3 separate regions of the Sus scrofa genome follow, and regions 1 and 2 are each linked to region 3. The links are chromatin contacts, called in public Hi-C and HiChIP or PLAC-seq maps. All regions are on one chromosome and are shown on one strand. Each heading gives the region's core, a stretch centred on a gene start, on an enhancer-like site or on the middle of the called end of the contact. The rest is flanking DNA. Distances are from core to core; before and after follow the strand shown.

Region 1 (4,112 bases), core at 648-3,147, 230 kb after region 3:
CTGTTCTGGGCCTTGTGTGCTAAGAAAATGCAGAAATAGCTCCACACCTTAGCACTTTATCAGAAATCATGGCTTCGACTGCCATCAGGTGGTAGCAGTGGGAAGTGCACCAAGCAGTTTCTTGAAGCCTGGGAATGCCTATATGCAGACTATGATATAATTAATCTAAGATCAAAGACCTAAAGATTGCAGTAGTAGAGGACACACTAGTGGATAGTCCTTGGTAAGAGATTTATCTTCTAACCTGCTAGTACACAAAAATGAAAGGTTATGCTATTAAGTTGGGGTAAGAAAAAAGATTTCCCCTTTTTCTTTTTCATGTTAAAGAACACATATTTAGCAATATCTAGTCTGACACTATCATCTCAAACCCAGCTCCTGGTGAATCACATATTTGACTAAAACTGCTTCATTGTTCATTTTAATGGCGCATATAAATGCACTAATATGCATTTCCAGCACACATCAATAACCTTATCACAAACATAAGCAATCGACACAGTGAAAGTGCAAAATTCCCTTTATCTTCGAATTAATAAGATAATTTTTGACTACTTATAAGTACAAGGCACGGTAGTAAACACAATTCAAAAACAATTCAAAAAACAATTCAAAAACCATCATATTCTCAAGATTCATCAGTTAAACAAACATATCACTGATAAAATCAACCTCAATCTTGTTTACAAAAACATGGTGAATGATTAACACATCATTTTCTCTTTATGGCAAAAATAAGCTTGCCCAATATAATATTTGACACTCTAGGTAGTACACCTTCATTTTATTGTGCTAAATATTCACTTGCAAAATGTAGCTCTTTAAAATTGTCTGCACACACATCGATTTGATTTGTCTGATTTTCAAGGCATATCAACACAAGAATAGGAAATTGTGGGCAAAAACGTGAAATAATCACACTGAGGTACATTATTCCAGTTCTCAACCATCTGTTTTCATATGGTAGACACAGCATAATTTTGTCACTTCAAAATTATACATTTTTCATCTTCATTTCCTCCCGTTAAAATTCAAACACACTATCGATTCTGTCTCTGGACATTCCAAAATATTAATAACTCTACTAGTTTTCCCTAATTCTCACGGTTCTGTTTCCCACCCACCCTTCTTACTCCTTTTTTGTTTCAGAATGCCTAACTTTTACACGAGGTATTTTGTTTTGTTTTCCAAAATCTCTCTTTGGAATGCTCTTCCCTCTTCTCTCCTTAAAAATGATTTCCCACAGCTAGGCGCCAATGTCTTTCTTTTTTTTTACACGATCAAACTGCGGAAGAGGACGAGACCGGGAATCGAGTAAGGAAACATTTGGGAATGTCAATGAGACAGCGACCTCTCCTTTGAAAAGAAAACACAACTCTCAGCACAGAGCTTTCAACAGAGCAAAAATACTTTGTTTTCCCGCTTTACTCCTGTTCCCTCCCTGACCTCAAAGACACCTTTCCTTAGCTCTGAGCCCCGGTCGCTCTGCTACGCCCGGGGCCTGCCTTTCCACCTCCCAAAGAAAAGAAAGCCAAGGAGAAAAGAAAAGGAAGCAGTAGCCTTCCCGCCGCGTCCGCGGGCTATCAGGACCGTGTCCCACGACTCACCTGGCAGGTGCGGCCGCCCGGAGAGTTGCACGAAGCGGTTGAGCTGGCCAGTCCCCCGACCCCCGCTGCCCCCACTGCCCCCGCCGGCCCCGCTACCTCCGCCGCCGCCGCCACCTCCTGCGGCGCCTCCTCCCCTCCGGCGGTTCCTGTCCCAGCCCTGGGCGGCCGACATGACCCGCTAACGACTGCCGCAGCCCGGTCGCGGCAGCCCGTGGCCCGGCGGCACTAGCGGAGCCTCCTTCCTGCGCTCCTCAAGAGACCCGGGAGACAGGGGAAGGGGGAGCGCCCGGTCTCACCAGCGACCAATGACTGACTTACTTGGTGACAGGCAGCCAATGGCCAATCGTCTTCTTGGCAGGTTGAGAGAGGCGGGGAGAGACGTGGTAACCATAGCTATGGCTAAAAAAAAAAAAAAAGTCGGGGGAGAGAAAGGCAGAAGCAGCCACTCATCACTCACATCCACCGCGTTAAGGCAGCCCGCATCGCGTTGACTCCGGCGGGATCAGGCGGGCCAATCGAAGGCCGAGTGAGAGAGACCACGCCTGCAGAAAGAGTCCCCGCGGCAGCCCTGACTCGAGGAGTTCAGGATTCGGGAACTCTTCCGCATAAACACCTAAATCAGAAACGGGACGCGCACATATTACACATATTTGGGGGCAATGCAGTGTCTCGCTTTACAGACTGAGATCCCTTTCTCTGACACACACAAAGAGCGCTCTTCGAGGGGAAAATAGCCAGGGGCGGAGTCTAAGCTTAACTAAGGGAATGAGGTTTCATTTGTCTTGTCTTTCAGCCGACTGGCGGAATTCCTCCTCAATTCAATATAAGCCACGTCGCAAGCAAACAATTTTAAACCTGGTTAACAAACGTGGGAAGATGTTCAACCTCACCAGTAATCATAAAAATGCAATTAAAGACCCCAGTGAGAAACCACTTCAGGCTTATGAAGTTAGTAAAGATTTTTTAAAATAACATCCAGCAGTGAACAGAGCGCCAAGAAAAAGGTTCTTTCATAGGTGATTGATGGCTATGTAAATGCTTTTGTTCAATCAAACTCCTTTTTGCTCTTAGAAAATTTGAATCAGCTGCAAGACAGGAACAGGTACTGAGAATCAGGATCAAAGGAAAAGGTCGATGTACAGATCAGAAATTGCTATTGTTCCAAAATTAAACAGAGTTTGGCTTTGAACTTACTGGGCGCGGGGCAAAGTGGGAAAATAGAGTGTTTACTGATGTTTGAATGGTAAGGGGAAATTATATACATTCCTCGAGGGAAAGAAAACTTTTCAAGATTCTTAGATCTGAGGACGTTTTTCTTCCTTTCTTTCTTGCTTGACGCTTCCTATAGGAGAGAAAAGCAAAGAAAAAAAATCTGCTGAGTTGATGATGCTATTCCCTTAGTGCAAATTTCACATCCCCCAAGGGCCCCGCCTCCTTGTTTTGCTACTTCCAGGCCCTGTGGAAGTATTTCACCCATGAAGCATTAGAAAGCACTGCTTACAAAAATGAGACATGAAAAAAAAGCTCTAAGGTTCTAAGATAGGAAAATCAAAATTAATAAATCTTAATTTTTAAAGAATCTGTACCACTGAGTAATCAAATAGTAGATGAAGAAAATTTTCTTTTCATAGCAACACTCCAAGCGGGAGTTCCTTTAGTGGCTCAGTGGAAAGGAATCTGACTAGCATCCATGAGGACATGGGTTTGATCCCTGACCTCGCTCAGTGGGATAAGGATCTGGTGGTAACAGGAGCTGTGGTGTAGGTCGCAGATGCTGGCTCAGATCTGACGTTGCTGTTGCTGTGGTGTAGGCTAGTGGCTACAGCTCCAATTCAACCTCTGGCCTGGGAACTTCCATATGCCATGGGTGTGACCCTAAAAAAAAAAAAAAAAAAAAAAAGAAAAGAATAGTCCAAGTAACAAATAACGAATGACAAACTATCACCATTTTGCAACCCCTGATGAATTCGGAGATCAACACATTGAACATCAACCACTGGTGTTATCGCAAAATGAAAACTGAGACCTATATGCTTCTAGAAAATAAACATGCCCAAGAAGTAGCCTTGTAGAAAAAACTGAACCTGAATCTCATCAGATGTCTACCTCTAATGACCAGTTTATAGGAAATTCAAGGACCCAGGAACATTTTTTTCAAAATACAGTTCCCGTTGTGGCTCAGCAGGTTACAAACCTGACTAGTATCTATGAGGATGCAGGTTTGATCCCTGGCTTCATCCAGTGGGTTGAGGATCCGGCATTGCCAGTGAGCTATGGTGTAGGTTGAAGACTCAGCTGGGATCCTACACTGCTGTAGCTGTGGCGTAGGCTGGCAGCTGCAGCTCCAATTTGGTGTCTAGCCTGGCATCTTCCATATGCCGAAGGTGCTGCCCTGAAAAGCAAAGAGCAAAAAAAAAAAAAAAAAAAACCAAAGATGCAAAAGGCAGAATCCGGAAGACTATGGATATCTACACAATAAACAAGCAAATCTCTTCAGCAAAAAAA
Region 2 (4,045 bases), core at 794-3,293, 160 kb after region 3:
TCTTGGGGGCCATGACCAGCTAATAATCCTAGCACTACAGGGAGAAGCAGAGGATGGAGATTAGGTGACAGGAGTCATCTTCCCCTGCAGTAGATGTCTGAACCAATTGCAGAGCCCTGGCTTGTGCCTGACTCCAAGGACAGTACTGTGGATATGGGACTCCAAGTCGCCTTGAACGATTTAACTCTCACCAAGTACTTCCTTAATCGGCTCACCCTCTTCCCCTTCCCCAGGCACTCAAAAATGAGGGTGTGTTCAACATTTCTGTATTCTAGATGCCAAAATTCTATAGAGCAAAGGCCAGACACAACCATGCTGCTGCTTCTTGACCAACATTCTGGGTATTTTTAGCCAGCACCAGCTTCATATTTGCAGGATGCAGTACAAAATGAAAATGTGGGTCCCTAGTTCAAAAATTATCAAGACCTCTCCGGTCACTGCTGTGGCAGGGCTTTGATCCCTGGCCCAGGAACTTCCACATGCCACAGGCAAGGTCAAAAAAAAATTATCAAGACTTTTGTTTGTTGGTTGGTTTTTTGTTTTTGTTTGTTTGTTTGTTTGTTTAATAGCCCCACACCCAGAACACATGGAAGTTCTCAGGCCAGGGATTGAATCCAAGCTACAGCTTCGGCAAAGCCGGGCACTTTAATCCACTGCTCCACAGCAGGAACTCCTATCAAGATTTTTAAGACAGCCACAGCAGATCATTAAACCCAGCCCAGGCCCCTTCTAGGCATGGGGTTCTGTATGATTGTCCAGGTCACAGGCCTATGAGGCCGATTCCATATTTAGCCTGAAAATAAAAAAGAAGGAAGCTGTTACATATTGTGAAACCCACAGGCAAGTAATGTTGACTTTTCAACCTACTTCAGCTTTTAGGTGAGATTTTTTTCCTTGTCAGGCTCAGAAAATGTGGATGTGTCTTGGGGATCAAACAGATGGATTGTCTCATTTTACAGAAGACACAGAAGCCCAGAAAGGGTCTGTGAGTACCCAGAGTCCAGCTTGGTGCTGTGTACCAGAACCCACTCTAGAGGTCTGGCCTGGGGACTGTGTCCCCAGGGAGCCCTAGCAGCACTACAGGACAGGGTCATTTTCCCCATCAGGCTGGCTCTGTGGTGCCAGGTCACCAGTATCCTGGACAGTCTCAGGACCTCCCACTGCCTACTCGGGCTGGACTCTTCCTCTGGTCTCTGGGCAAAGCAGAGACAAAACCAGAAGTCACCCTGTTCTTGGCTCCCTTTAGGAAAAGTGCCACTGGTCATGGAAAAGCTGAGTGGTGGCCTGAGAAAGAAGGGCTTGGCCCCTGAGCTTTGATGCTCCCTTCTCAGACTCCTCCAGGCAGTGGGTGTGTGCCATTTGCGGTAGAGGTAAGCAGAGAGGTTACAGGTGGGCTGCTGGACACAGCCTGCCTGCCAGGTGCAGACGCTGGCCCGGGTGGGGGATGGACACACCCACAGTCATCCTGGCAGAGGTTGGAGCAGGAGGCAGCAGGCAGGAGAGGGCGGCGTGGGGGCTGCACGGAGCAGAGGCAGTGGCAAGGACAGATGAATGTGTCATGGTTAGCAGGCAGGCAGAGGTGTCAGATGGGCACGCTTTTCTCCAGGGGAAAGAAGCCCGTGTGAGACACCATGCCAGACGGCGGAGAGGGGAGTGATTAGCAAGCACGGAGTGAGTCAGGCATCCAGTCCCTTGGGCAGAGCGCCGGCTGCGGGCTCTCCTGGGTGCAGACTTGGTGCCAGGCTACACAGCTGGCGCCGGGAAAGGTGCCAGGCTTCCTGCAGGGGCCTCAAGGGGTGGGACGGGAAGCCTGGGGTCTGATGGCCACCTGCTCCTGGCTGGAGTCCAGAATCCGCTGGTGTCTCTGCCCCTGGCCCCGCTGGCCTCAGCTACCTTCGGAGCAGGCCCGATACCCTCCAGCCCTCAGTCCCTCGCCTTTCCCGTCCCTCTTCCTCTCCCGCACCGCACACTGAGGACCTGGGGCTTCTGAAGAGCCTGAGGGAAGCAGACTTACTTCCAGCCCCCGCAGCCCCGCCCTCGCGGAAGACCAAGCCTGTGCCCTTCCGGGAAGGAAAGGACACCCCTGCGTGACGCGCCCTGAGGCTCTGGTGGTCACGGCCACAGCACCACGGGCTGTCCTGCCTGCCCACGACTCCTAGGCTGGTGACCACGAGTTTTCTGGTGCCCTGGCGAGTGTGGGCAAAAGAAACCCATCTGTTTTGCCTCCCCTACCATAAGCTGGAGACCTGCCAGTGGCTTCCCAAGCCGTCGGGCCCCTCATCCCGCAGGCTCCTGGGTCCCCACAGACCTGGAAGACTAACATTCTGTGGCCCCATTTCTAGAAGATCCCATTCAGAGCCGACAGCCCCTCCCTGCTGCCCCCAGGCCCCGGTGGTCCCGGAGCTCCTCGGAGCGGAGGGGGAGGGGGAAGGGGAGGCGGAGCGGGGAGGCCCCAGGCTGGGGTCAGAAACTCAGCCGCGCTCCTCTGCAGCTGCAGGAGGCCCAGCTCGGCCCGGGGAGCCTCTGTGCCCAAATTCTACCCCTAGGCGGGCTGTCGCTCTGCCTGGTCCGGGCAGGGGGAGCGAGGAAGGGCAGCCATGGCCTCTAACCTGCCCTCCCGGCCAGGCGTTAATCAAGCACCAGCTCCTCCCGGGATCCAGGAGGTTACTCGGGGGCCACACGCCAGATGTTAGCGTTTCCACAGCTGTGCCCGCGACTCCCGAGGACGAGGGAGCTTTTCATACTCCGTGGTGGTCCCCCCTGCTTGTCTTTCTCCTGCCAGAAATTTCTCTGCCCCAGCTGAGGAGGGGGATGGAGGGCGGGGGCAGGCGCCCTCTTCAGCCCTGGGACCGGCCAGGGGCAGGCCCGTGCCGGGCCTCTGTCCCCCGCCTGACCCTGCACAGGGCCTTCAGGGTCCTCTCGCCCCCCCGCGTCCCTCCGCGGAGCTATGGGCACTTCCGAGACCCAGGGCCTCGCTGCGTCCACCTTCCCAGCGCTTTCCGCCCCCGTCTCCATGTTCTGCGTCTGCGAATGAGATCAGCACAGCCGCGCTGAGGTAAGAGGCTCTTCAGCGGCCGAGCTGGGGAGGGAACAGCAGCCGCCGGGCCTCACCTGCCCGCGCAGCCCCGGCTCGGCTCGTCGTGAGGCGGTGACGCACGTTGTCTCTAAAGGCCAAAGCCAGCAGAGCGAGCCTGTCACCTGCGTCACCGCGCGGGCGGCCAGCTCACCCTGCCGTGCGTCACAGATTATAGGCCTGAGACAGGGGTGAATGGCCCCTCGTATCTTTGTGGGCTGGGCGAGCGAGTGCAGGGTGGAGGGTGGGGTGTGTTTTTTGTGAGGTGGATGGCTCGGGTGTTGGGTGGGCTGTGTTGGGTGCGGATTACGTGACTGTGCGTTGTGTGCGGTGTGGGGGCAGCCGTGGGGTGACGGTGCCCCCCGGGGAGGAGGCTTACACCGTAGAACCCTAACCCCCCCCAGTTAACGTTCCCTCCCAGAGACTGTTACCGGGAAGGGCCTCGGTTTGTGTTCCTTATAGAGTGATTCTCGAAGTGTGCTTTGGGAGTTCCCACGGCGGGGCGTCTCTGCAGAGCCAGGACGCGGGTTCCATCCTGGCGGAGCAGGGTGGATTAAAGGATCTGGAGTTATGGCAGTTGCGGCTTGGATCTGATCCCTGGCCTGGAACTCCGTGTGCCTGGGGGCTGGCCTAAAAGGAGGAGGAAAAAAAGCGTGGTTCACAGCAGATACGGCAGAACCTTTTCCATTTTGCTTTTTAGGGCCGCACCAGGGGCATATGGAGGCTTCCAGGCCAGGGGTCTGCTAGGAGCTACACCACACCCACAGCAACTCAAGATCTGAGCCTTGTCTGCGACCTACACCACAGCTCAAGGCAACGCGGGATCCTTAACCCCACTGAGTGAGGCCAGGGATGAACCTGTCACCTCATGGTTCCTAGTTGGATTCATTTCCGTTGAGCCATAAAGGGAACTTCTGTTCTTCAACTTTTAATGTTACCTCTTACTAGCTTCTTGGGCTTCATTTTTCGAAA
Region 3 (3,729 bases), core at 21-2,520:
GAAGGACGTGGTAAATTATTAAAAGCAGTAATCTTTGGGTAGTGGGATTATGGGAGCTTTTTGTCCCCTCTGGGCTTTTTTTCCACATTTTTTTTTTACATTGTGTATATACCAATTTTTTTTTTCCTGTGGTGAAACCCACAAAAGTTATTTTCTTTAAGAGGTAATTTGTCTTCTAGCCAGTCTGTCTCAGTGTCCATGGGCACTGCACACACTTTAGCCAGTTCTGAGGGGCCCACATGGATGCAATGTATGGTTATTTGAAGGCAAAAACACCTAATTTTACACAAACAGTTAAAAAAACAGACTTTTAGGCAACCCCCACACTGTGGGCTGCTAGCCACACTCTAGATGCTTCAGAACTATCCTTATTTTTCAATGAAAACAGACTCAAGACAGATTTTCAAGGCAATGGGTACCCAGATCTCGAATGTTCTGTCTTGTTGGTTTGGCCACCATCTGCAGATGTTCTTTTCAACAACAATGGCACCACCTCTTGTAGAGCCAAACCCTGATCTCCCAGTATAGTGTGGGAGCCACATCTGGAGGCCCATGGCTGTGCCCATACAACTCTCTGCTCTGGAGACTGTCTTGGCTAGACCCAGCACCCCACCCATCAAACTGCTGTATTCCCAGGGTCCACATACTCATCTCAGGGCTTTCTGGAGCCCTCGGTCTCCCCATCTAGTTCCTATGCTCCTGGAGTGGCAAGGAGATAATCAGGAGGAACACCAAGGGAACTCAGGAGGAAGCTGTTCACCCCTCCCTTGTTTCACACAGCCCTGCACATAAACACCAGTCCAACAGCCCTGGGTCACAAAGTAATTGGGTCAAAAATAAAAGCCAGGCTCAGGTCAATGTTGATGATAAGAACTAGCCTATCCTACATTTGAAATTTTGTTCTGGCCTCCCCAGAACAAAATTTAGGTCACAGGGTCTCAGGGAATAAGTTTGGAGGTATTTTCTTATAGCATGCTCCCTTTAAGGAAGAGCTCGAGGTTTGGGGCAAGGGGCACACATACGTTGTGGGATTTGAACAATGAGCAGGACTACTTTGGACCCTCTAAGCCTTTCTCTGTCATAGTTAGGATTTGACCCTCACAGTTAGTCCCCTTGCAGGGACCTGTTTCCCATGAAGGACTAGCGCACATACATATTTAATACACATATTCAACCTCTCCTCATATCCCATGGCTAATCCTAGGCATGTGCCTGCCTGTCCCTGGCCATGACTCACTTGCATTAGCTAACTGCCTAGCCTCCCCAGTTATGAGTCAACATAATATGACTGTGTGGGATACGTGCCAAGGACCAAGTCCTTTCCAGCCCTGCCCCCAAGCACATCAGGCTGCGGTACCTCCAAAGCCCGAATTCCAGTTCCTGTTAAGATCCACGCCAATGCAGAAGATTCCAGGTCTGCTGGACTTGTTCTTTCGCCATAAGCGGTTCTGAAAAAGTGCCGGGCAGGTGACCTCATTCACTGGGCCCATTCCCAGGGGTAGGAGTCCCTGACATCCTAGTCCAGGAGGGGAGGTCTGGTGGGAGAGGGAGAGGCAAAGGGAAAGAATCTCTAGGGCAGAAAGGGCTGGCATGGGGCTGGGCCAAGGCTGCAGACCAGATGCTCTATGGTTAAAGCTGGGGTGTAGAAAGAGGCCTGAGCACAGCCAACCAACAGTGGCCTTCCCTGGGCAGCAAGAGGGAGGTTAGAGGGTAAGAGCTGCAGCTTCGGTACCTGAGCAGACTGCCTGCCTCAGTGAGACTCTGCAAGAAGCCCCGAGGGGCCTGCTCCCAGGGAACTTCGGCCCAAAACAACAGTGACCTTTCCTCCATTCCCCCAGAGCTGACGCCTGGGCCCCTCCCTCTCAGGTGGTCTCACCATGCTATGAGTAAAAGCAAACCCATCAGGGTTGGACACAATCTCCATGAAGATGTCCATGGCGTTCAGTACATCTGTCACAATGCGGTCTTTGCCGTATTTATTGACAATCTGCAAGAAAGAGCAGAGTGGGTACTGGGTGAGGGTTGGAGGTACTACTGGGCTCTGCTCCCAGGTAGAGCAGGACATTTGTACAGCCAATGGCGGACACAGGAATGGCATCAGGCCATCAGATACATCTTGTGCAGAACCAAGGGCGTGGATTTTAAAATACTAGAAAGCAGAGGATAAATGGGGGCTCTGGGCTGCAAAAGGCCAGAGCACATGGCAGCTGTTCCAAAGGGCAGGAGGGTAGAGAGTGGCCTGAATTAGACAAACCAAGTATAAGTTTTCAACTGGAGGTGGCCTTAAATAGTTGAGCATCCCCCAGCCCCAGCCCCAGCCCCGGCCCCCATTATCCATGCTGACCTTCCTGGCAGTCCAGATGCCGGTGGCATGAGTGATCCATTCCCGGGAGTGGATTCCAGTGTCAATCCAGATGGCCGGGCGTTGAGAACCTCCAGTGCTGAACTGGGGAAAAGCAAAAGGCACCAAACAAGTTTGGACCAAGACAGCTTACAGGGCTGTCCCTGCCTGGACGGAGGCTCCAGATGTATCCTCACTACCTGGAGCAGGCCTATGTTCCTAAGAGGAGGGCTGTATGTGCAGGAACCTGTGCACGAGCCCATAAAGTGCCATGTATGGGGGCCCTGGCAACACAGTGACGCTGGTGGAGAACAAAGTGATATAACCAGCAGAGAATGTCCCAGGTTTGGAAACATTTTAGACTAGTGCTTTTCAAACATCAAAGGACATTCAGGGATCTTACTAAAATGCAGATTCTGATTCAGTAGGTCTGGAAGGGGACTGAGGTTAGACATTTCTAACAAACTCCCAGGAATGCTGCTGCTGCTTCAAGTCCAAGGACCACACCGAGTAGCAAGGTCTTAGACAATATTAAAGGGAGAACATGGACAGCCTCTAGGGAAACAAAGCAGGCACAGGTGAAGTCAAGTCCTAAGTTAGGTGAGACCACTTGATCCTTCAGAGGGGTCCGCCAGGGCATTGTTTAGAGCAGCAGCACCTGTCTTCTCTGAGAGCTGGATGTCAAACGCCCAGAGTGGTCCACACTCCTGAGTGCCCTTTAGGGCCCAGAAGAATCATTTTCTAGTAGGCTCCACACTCTCAGCCATCCTGCCTCCTTCATGGCTAAGGGTACTGTTACAGTTAAGTTTACTCAAACTCTGTTTCCAGTGGCCCCTGTGAAGGGCTGGAAATTCTCCTCATAGACTCGGGCCTATCTGTGGGGATACCTGTGGGGATACCTGAACCAGATGACCTCAGTCATTTGTAAATGAGGCCTCTGCGTGTTTCTCTTTCCATTTAATAGATGAACCAACCGAGGTAACAGGAGAATGCTGACTAACCCACATTCATATCCCAAGGCCAAGGTGATGACGGCCACTCTGCAGTTTCATCTCCTTAACCCTCCCACCAGATTCCCGACCCAGGACATGCCAGGTCACTGCACTGCCACCTGTTCACACCTACAAGGGTGGGTCCCTGAACACCACTGTTCTAAAGCTTGTAGCTCACCACAGACCAGTAGTGCATACTTCCCTGCCCCTAAAACTTCCACGCAGCCACAACCCCACCCCACATGAGCTCAATCTTTATGCCAGAGGCACTCACTGGGCAGTCTAATGGTCAACACCGCCAGCTCTTACCTTCAGAACAAGAATGGACCGATTTTCAAAGCTGTGGCCAATCTGAATTTTTGAGACAATATTTGAATGCTCAGTTACAAAACTGTC

The links. Hi-C and Micro-C count contacts between places; a contact is called where the count stands out from the background. HiChIP or PLAC-seq counts read pairs in DNA pulled down with a chosen protein or histone mark.
Region 1: a Hi-C map of embryonic fibroblasts shows a contact between it and region 3, with 2.4 times the contacts expected there. The contact joins the promoter of KLHDC10 here to the enhancer-like site in region 3. A contact is called at or near these places in 1 of 5 promoter capture datasets (fetal liver), 2 of 47 Hi-C or Micro-C datasets (embryonic fibroblasts and epiblast stem cells) and 1 of 2 datasets of contacts at active chromatin or transcription factors (alveolar macrophages).
Region 2: an H3K27ac HiChIP or PLAC-seq map of skeletal muscle shows a contact between it and region 3, with 3 times the contacts expected there. The contact joins two enhancer-like sites. A contact is called at or near these places in 2 of 47 Hi-C or Micro-C datasets (both in embryonic fibroblasts) and 1 of 2 datasets of contacts at active chromatin or transcription factors (skeletal muscle).

The regions. Positions count from the first base shown.
Region 1 is chr18:18,721,193-18,725,304 of Sscrofa11.1, forward strand. It overlaps KLHDC10 (kelch domain-containing protein 10), which reads right to left and starts at 1,898. Exons shown (of 10, transcript XM_021079115.1): 1 at 1,704-1,898. The coding sequence starts at 1,779.
Region 2 is chr18:18,652,723-18,656,767 of Sscrofa11.1, forward strand. No RefSeq gene overlaps it. Among named protein-coding and RNA genes, the nearest start is that of TMEM209, 39 kb to the left of the region's middle. Within about 2 kb of position 2,044, at least 56 of the 83 cell types and tissues checked have an H3K27ac peak or open chromatin away from gene starts, as enhancers often do. A contact at or near this core is called in embryonic fibroblasts and skeletal muscle, where this site is marked.
Region 3 is chr18:18,490,716-18,494,444 of Sscrofa11.1, forward strand. It overlaps CPA5 (carboxypeptidase A5), which reads right to left. Exons shown (of 12, transcript XM_021078824.1): 6 at 3,643-3,729; 7 at 2,345-2,446; 8 at 1,877-1,987; 9 at 1,358-1,448. Among named protein-coding and RNA genes, the nearest start is that of CPA1, 16 kb to the left of the region's middle. Within about 2 kb of position 1,271, at least 46 of the 83 cell types and tissues checked have an H3K27ac peak or open chromatin away from gene starts, as enhancers often do. A contact at or near this core is called in alveolar macrophages, embryonic fibroblasts, fetal liver and 1 more, where this site is marked.